2 separate regions of the Capsicum annuum genome follow, and region 1 is linked to region 2. The links are chromatin contacts, called in public Hi-C maps. All regions are on one chromosome and are shown on one strand. The core of a region is the stretch at or near the end of the contact, and the rest is flanking DNA. Distances in the headings are between cores, read along the strand shown.

Region 1 (3,368 bases), core at 450-2,949, 80 kb before region 2:
TATGATCACAATAATTTACATTAACGTAAAATAATTTTTTAGAAATAATGAAAAATTCTGAAGACCAAATATCATATAACAATAAATAAAGGAAAGAACTTACCCGACCCTCAACATTAATGAAATTATTTTTCTAGTTAACAAAAAACAAACTGCAAGTCTTAATCCAATGTACGCTCCAATTAATAATATAAACTTATATTAAAAGAAAGCGAAATATTATTGTCTTATACATTGATGATATTATTTATTGGAAATTAGATTGACTTCGCACTACTAAATATTAATGACGTTTCTTTTAAGAAATAAGAAGATTTTATTGATAAATAATATAGGTATAAGTTTGTTTGCTCTTATTTTTATTTTTGATTGCTCCGTAATTTGAGGATTGTTATTAATGTATTTCTCAAGGTTGGAAGATTTGAATTTGATCTTCATGAAAGAAGGGTTTTGTGGATCATTTTATGAAAGGGGAATTTTATCGATCTTCTTGATGTATTTGATCATTTAGAAAATGAGAATCTTGATCTCTCTATATGAGATGTAATTAGCTAATCATTATTAAACAATAAATCCGTATTACAAGCATGAGGAGAGAAGTTTGATGGTAGTAGCTTGTTCTCTATCCAGTTGCAGAACTGACGCAACCCAAACAAGTTGGTTTAAAAACAATAATGGATTAGTAGTAGAAGAACTAGTCGGAGTAAAGCTAGTAGATCACCCGAGCCAAAACATGTACCACATTATTAGCTTCCCTAAAAGCGTGTGAATCTGTAGATTCCCCAACTTCTTTAGCCAAAACCTGCATTAATGAGATATATCACTATATAAAGGTAATGAGTGATTATTTAAGATATGAAGGATATTTGTGCAGTATGTATCAATCTCCAGAGGAATGCACTGGTGTTGAGAAGCTAGGATAAGACCCTGAAGTGATGCTTTAAATTCCATCTCAGTGAAGTTGATAATATCAGCTTCAGAGGCAAAACCAAGTATCTACTACCTTGATTATTTCGGATGACACCTCTAATCAGAGGCTGATTTAGCATTGGTGGAGGAGGTTCCCGGGAACCCCCAAACATTTTCATATACGGTGTAATTATATTAAAAATGTGTTAAATATATAAAAATTATAGGTGAGAAACCCACCAGCAAAATTGTTAGTTGGCTTAGCGGTTCAAACCGGACTTGATGAAGTTTTCATATGCTATACTTATACCTTAGTTCGAATCCCCTTGGTATGACTATTTTTAATTTCTTTTGGTATAATATTTATCTTATTGGAACCCACAAGCTTAAAATCTTAAATTCGCTTCTGCCTCTAATGCCACATGTATTAGTGGATGCCTGAAAACTTTCATCGAAATTTAGTTTAAAGTGACCTGGAGGCTGGACAATCCATTTGATTTAAATTGAGCGCACATACATGTCCTTTGGGTTGGAGTTATTAGAGAAAATGAATTCCACCACTTTGGAGTTGACATGGAGATGAGGGACTTGGACAGATTTATTATGGAAGATGTTATTATTCCGATTTAGCCAAATGTTCCAAAGGGCAAAAAAGAAGAAAGTTTCCCAGTTAAGAAGGGGGTAAGTCATATTTACTGATTGAGTTAGTTCAATAAGCCAATAAGAGTGGGAGGGGAGAAAGTGGATAATATTGTAATGACTCCAAAAACACAGAGATCCTGCAATCAAGGAACAGATGGCGAGAGGTTTCAATAGAATTTGGGCAAAACTAGCAAGATTATTAGTGACTATGTTAAACTTGTGAAGATAATCTTTGATCGGAAGATGATCATGGAGAATGAATACCTAAACCCGCTCATTAATAAATTTTGTCAGAGTGGCCCAATTAATGTAGTAGAGTTTACGTTTGTTAGGGGTGGAACAACAGAGAAAGTCCCTCTCAATCTTATCAATGTTCTTATAGACTTTAGAAGGGAGCAAAAATAATTGAATGGGGTACTGGTAATGAGCATCGAGAGTGGCTTTAACAAGAGTTAGTCTACAGGCTCTAGCGAGAAATTTATTTTTTTCAAGCGGAGAGATGGTTACGCTTTCGATCAAGGATGTAAACAAAGTCTTAGTACTTCGGCTTATTGGTGAGAATAGGAAAATCAATATATATGTTCCAAAATTATCGGATTTCCTAATCTGAAGGAGTTGAGAATTGCTTTTATTGGAGAAAATAGCTGTGGAGCTGATTCTATTTAGGAAAAATTATCTAAAACAACAACTTAAGTTACAAAACTACTAAAAATCTCTCCACTTTAAAAATATTATAAATTTTTTAATATTTACTACTTTTACTAAAGGTTGAGATACATGTTAAATACCCCTTATTCTACTCCCTTACTTTACTAAATTAAGAATGGTTTTCCTCCTTATTCTATGCTATTATTTTAGCGGCAGTTTCAATCCCATGTTTTCCTCTAATTCTAACTTTTGAATTAAGGTAAATTTTTTCAATAAAATCATATTCAATTTCTTCTAATCTTATTTGCCAATTTTTTTTTCAAAAATCAATAATTTGGCACTGTTTTTACAAAGTGATTTTTTGGTAATATTTGGTGAACAAAGTCTTTGATTATCGTTTTTTCAGTCTATATTGTTTCGGTCTATGGAGATAACCAACCCGTATTTTTATTTGACAACCCTGTATGACCAGTGATTGAGACACATTCTCACACATGCAATCGTGTATTACAGCAATGGCTTGGTTGTCTTCTCCTTTGCCTTATCATAACATAAATCTGAACCTCAATTTGCTAAAGAAAACAAGGAAAAGGGTAAATTTACCCCTTTATACATAAGGGGAAATATCTTTTCCATGATTAATATGGGAGATATTGAACCAACGCCGCTCTTTTGTTCTGCAGTTTCAATGATTTTCACTCATAATGTATCGCCATTTTTTTTTTTGGTAAGTAGAATGAGACATTTGAATGACATGTTGGATTTTTACGAACTCGAATGAAGTTTCTTGGAAAAAAATTGTGCATCATTATCTCAAAATAAAAATTCAAGATCTATGGAGACCTTCTGAGCAATATCTTGTATCTCTTGTTCTCTGTTTTTGTTATTATTTGTATCTCTTATTTTTTAAGTTTTAGTGAAATAGGCATATCAAAGATACATGTTAGTAAGCTTTAAGATATATATATTGTGTACGAGGTTGTTTTGTAGGTATCTCACACTATTTTTTGTTTAACTCAAATATTTATACCAAGGATACATATTCTGTAAAATAATAGATACATTTTAAGCTTTTTGTATATTTGGTTTTATGTTATTGTGGATTTATGTATCTCTTGTTATTTCAGATCTAGATAATTTCAGGCTTGGATACATATTTACACATACAT
Region 2 (3,318 bases), core at 294-2,793:
AGACAATAGATAATATCGTTTCTTATCACTTGATCCTCATACTAAAATAAAAGTATTAATTTATCTACTCAATTTATATTTTTTTCTATCATTTAGTGTTAAATTAAAGTTTCTCTAACCAAAAAAAAAAATTAAATTTTTTTTTAAAGTTTCAAATTATTATTAATAAGGTTAATTTAGCAAAATATACCTCTAAGTAAAATTTACTTAAGGATTGTGTTATATCAACAAAAAGTTAAGTAATACGAAACGAATTTAGTAAGAGAGCGATTAAATACGAAAATATACGCATATGCATGTACATACATATGTATATATACACATTTAGGGGTGAGTTGTTTGGAAACAAGTTATCTCAGAATTAGTTATTACAAAATAAGTTGTACTAACATGTATGTGTGATAATTTATCTCATCACTGTGATATAAATGGTGCGATAAATAATTTTGACACTACCTAATACATCTAATTAAATGCAGGATAAATAATCATGAACTTTATCTCTGAATTATTATAGTTATACCTCACACCAAACGATTCTTTAATAAATATAATACCAAAATAACGATCTTAAAAAATAATATTGAATTTTGTGATAAATTTATAAAAAATATTAATTTACTTATAAAGTTAATAAATTTAAATAAAATAGTATAAATATCCATGTTAAAAAAATATTCATTACATATAATATAAAAAGATATTACATAAATATAGAATTAAAATTATAAGAACAAAATATATTGCATGAAACAAAAAAAAAGAAAAGTTTGATTATTGTTGATAGTTCGGGTAAGCTGATTTCGAAAACAGACTTTCGGGGGAAACGATTTTCACCCCTTCAAAAAAGGAAGAAAAGGTCCAATGTTTACGTAGGAGTAGTAACTTTTGTGCTTCTAATGATGGTACTTATTTTTGTGGCAATTAAACCGTTTTCCTTTTGTTGTTGAAGACTTTCTGGTATTACTTTTATCGATTTAAAATAAATGTATTTTTGATTCTCTTAAAATGATTAATTTTAAAGTACAAAAATATAATTAATTATTTTTTCAGTATTATCCTTCTCTGTAATGAAGTTTTTCAACTATCGCTCATTTTAAGAAAAAATTGACTACCTTTTAGATGTACTCTAGATTATTTTACTTGTGAATATTATTAAAAATAAATTGTCCATAGTTATTTGTTTCTTTTCTATGTACAATTAAATTATAAATATGATGTAAAAAAGTACCCTATTAAATGGAAAAAATAAGAAATAACAATAATTTAATTAACTTATTATTTAATTAATATTTTGCTGAGAAATGTGTAAACAAAAAAAGACACGTCTCTAAAATTCATTTGATTTGAATAGAAGTGAATGTTATTACTTATTCATTATTTTAAAATATATTTTTATTTTATTTATCATTTTAATACATTAAAACAAATCATTTAAATTTTTAGGCTCATCATAAGTACCAGTTTTCCAAATTATTTCTTAAAACTTATGTTAATTAATATGAATATTAGTAATAACTTGTCTGGATTGATCATTATTTCATGAGATGCAAAATTTAAAATGAACAAGTAATAATAAATGGATCAAATATTATCAGTATAAAAATCCCACAATTGTATCAATGTGGCAGATTACTGTATATGAAAGTACCATCCTGACAATTTGTCTCTCGACTCTCATACAAAATATTTCATCACTTTCAGCACAGTTTTCACGTTGAATCTGTAGCTTTTCCACTATTTTAAATTATTGTTGTTTTTTTCCTTCCTCCTTAATTAAGGTTCTAATATATAGTCTCCTCAAAAATCTCTTCCTAAGTCTACAATAAAGGTGTTTTTCTTTTTTCTTTTTTACCTTGATCACCAATACATGAGTTTTCTTGATCTACCATCAAGATCTGATTTTCATGTAAAATTTGTAGGTTTGATAGCTCCTAGACCTTAATTTTGAATTTTCTTGATCTGGGTCGTTGTCATATTTGTCTCATTTTTGCTGAAAATGAGGGCAAAGCTAGGGTTTTTGATGTTTGTTTGGTTTCTTGTATTTGAATCTTGTTTGGGTAGATTTGTTGTGGAGAAAAACAGCTTGAGAGTAACTTCACCAGACTCAATTAAAGATGTGTATGAATGTGCAATTGGGAATTTTGGGGTACCACAATATGGAGGAACAATGGTTGGTACTGTTGTTTATCCTAAAGCTAATCAAAAATCTTGCAAGAATTTTGCAGATGTTGATGTTTCTTTTAAAACTAAGCCTGGTGGTATGCCCGTTTTCGTTCTTGTCGATAGAGGAGGTAAATAATTTATGACTTTATTGCACTTTTGGGATTGTAATTTGCTTATTTTTTTTTTTTTTTGTACTAGAGCTTGTTTTAATGATGTTGGTTTAAAGTTTCTACCTTTTCTTGTTAATTGAGGAGGTAAATTTTATGACTTTTTGCGCGTTTCGATTGATTTATTTGAGCTTGTTTTAATGGTGTTTGTTTGAGTTTCCATGGTTTATGATGCCGGTTTTAAGTTTCTATCTTTTCTTGTTAATTGAGGAGGTAAATTTTATGACTATTTTGCGCGTTTGGATTGATTTATTAGAGCCTTGTTTTAATGCGGTTTGTTTGAGTTCATGTTTTATGACGTTGTCTTAAAGTTTCTCCCTTCCCTTGTTGATTGAGGAGGTAAATTTTTTGACTTTTTTGCGCGTTTGGATTGATTTATTAGAGCTTGTTTTATGATGTTTGTTAGAGTTCATGGTTTATGATCTTCGTGTAAAGTTTCTACCCTTTTTTGTTGATTGAGGAGGTAAAGTTTATGATTTCTCTGTGCATCTGGGATTGTAATTTGCGTATGTTTTTTGTACTAGTTCAGTTATTAGATCTTGTTTTAATGATGTTGGTTTTAGTTCATCACGACGGTGTATTTTATCTATTAGGTGCTCAGGATTATATAGATTAGCTTACATTTGTCAAATTTTCTTTCATTGTAAGTTGTAACTATATATCTTTTTGATGCCCTTTTGTGAATGAAATACTTTACTCTATCCAAAAAAAATTGATTAGCTTACATTTGTTTTTGTCGATAAATTGTGTAATCAGATTTCAGGTTTGTAAAGATCACCTAACTGTACCTCCGTGGGCTAATGTATATACTTCCTCCTTTCACTTTTACTTGTCCACTTTGGACTTTGCAAGCCTCATAAGAAACAATGATAGGTTATGAGTATTTTATCATAATACCCATATTAATTGATGTTTATTATTAGGTCTTGAAAAAATGATTTGAGGAATAAGTAGTTAATGCTAAGGGTAAAACATGGAGTAAGAT

What was found. Hi-C and Micro-C count contacts between places; a contact is called where the count stands out from the background.
Region 1: a contact with region 2 is called in a Hi-C map of leaf, with 4 times the contacts expected there. The contact joins the enhancer-like site here to the promoter of LOC107845921 in region 2. A contact is called at or near these places in 3 of 5 Hi-C or Micro-C datasets (bud and leaf).

Annotation. Positions count from the first base shown.
Region 1 is chr10:144,926,947-144,930,314 of UCD10Xv1.1, reverse strand. No RefSeq gene overlaps it. Among protein-coding and RNA genes, the nearest start is that of LOC107845922, 19 kb to the left of the region's middle. Within about 2 kb of position 1,699, at least 4 of the 5 cell types and tissues checked have an H3K27ac peak or open chromatin away from gene starts, as enhancers often do. A contact at or near this core is called in bud and leaf, where this site is marked.
Region 2 is chr10:144,846,396-144,849,713 of UCD10Xv1.1, reverse strand. It overlaps LOC107845921 (vacuolar-sorting receptor 1), which reads left to right and starts at 1,543. Exons shown (of 12, transcript XM_016690433.2): 1 at 1,543-2,294. The coding sequence starts at 2,000.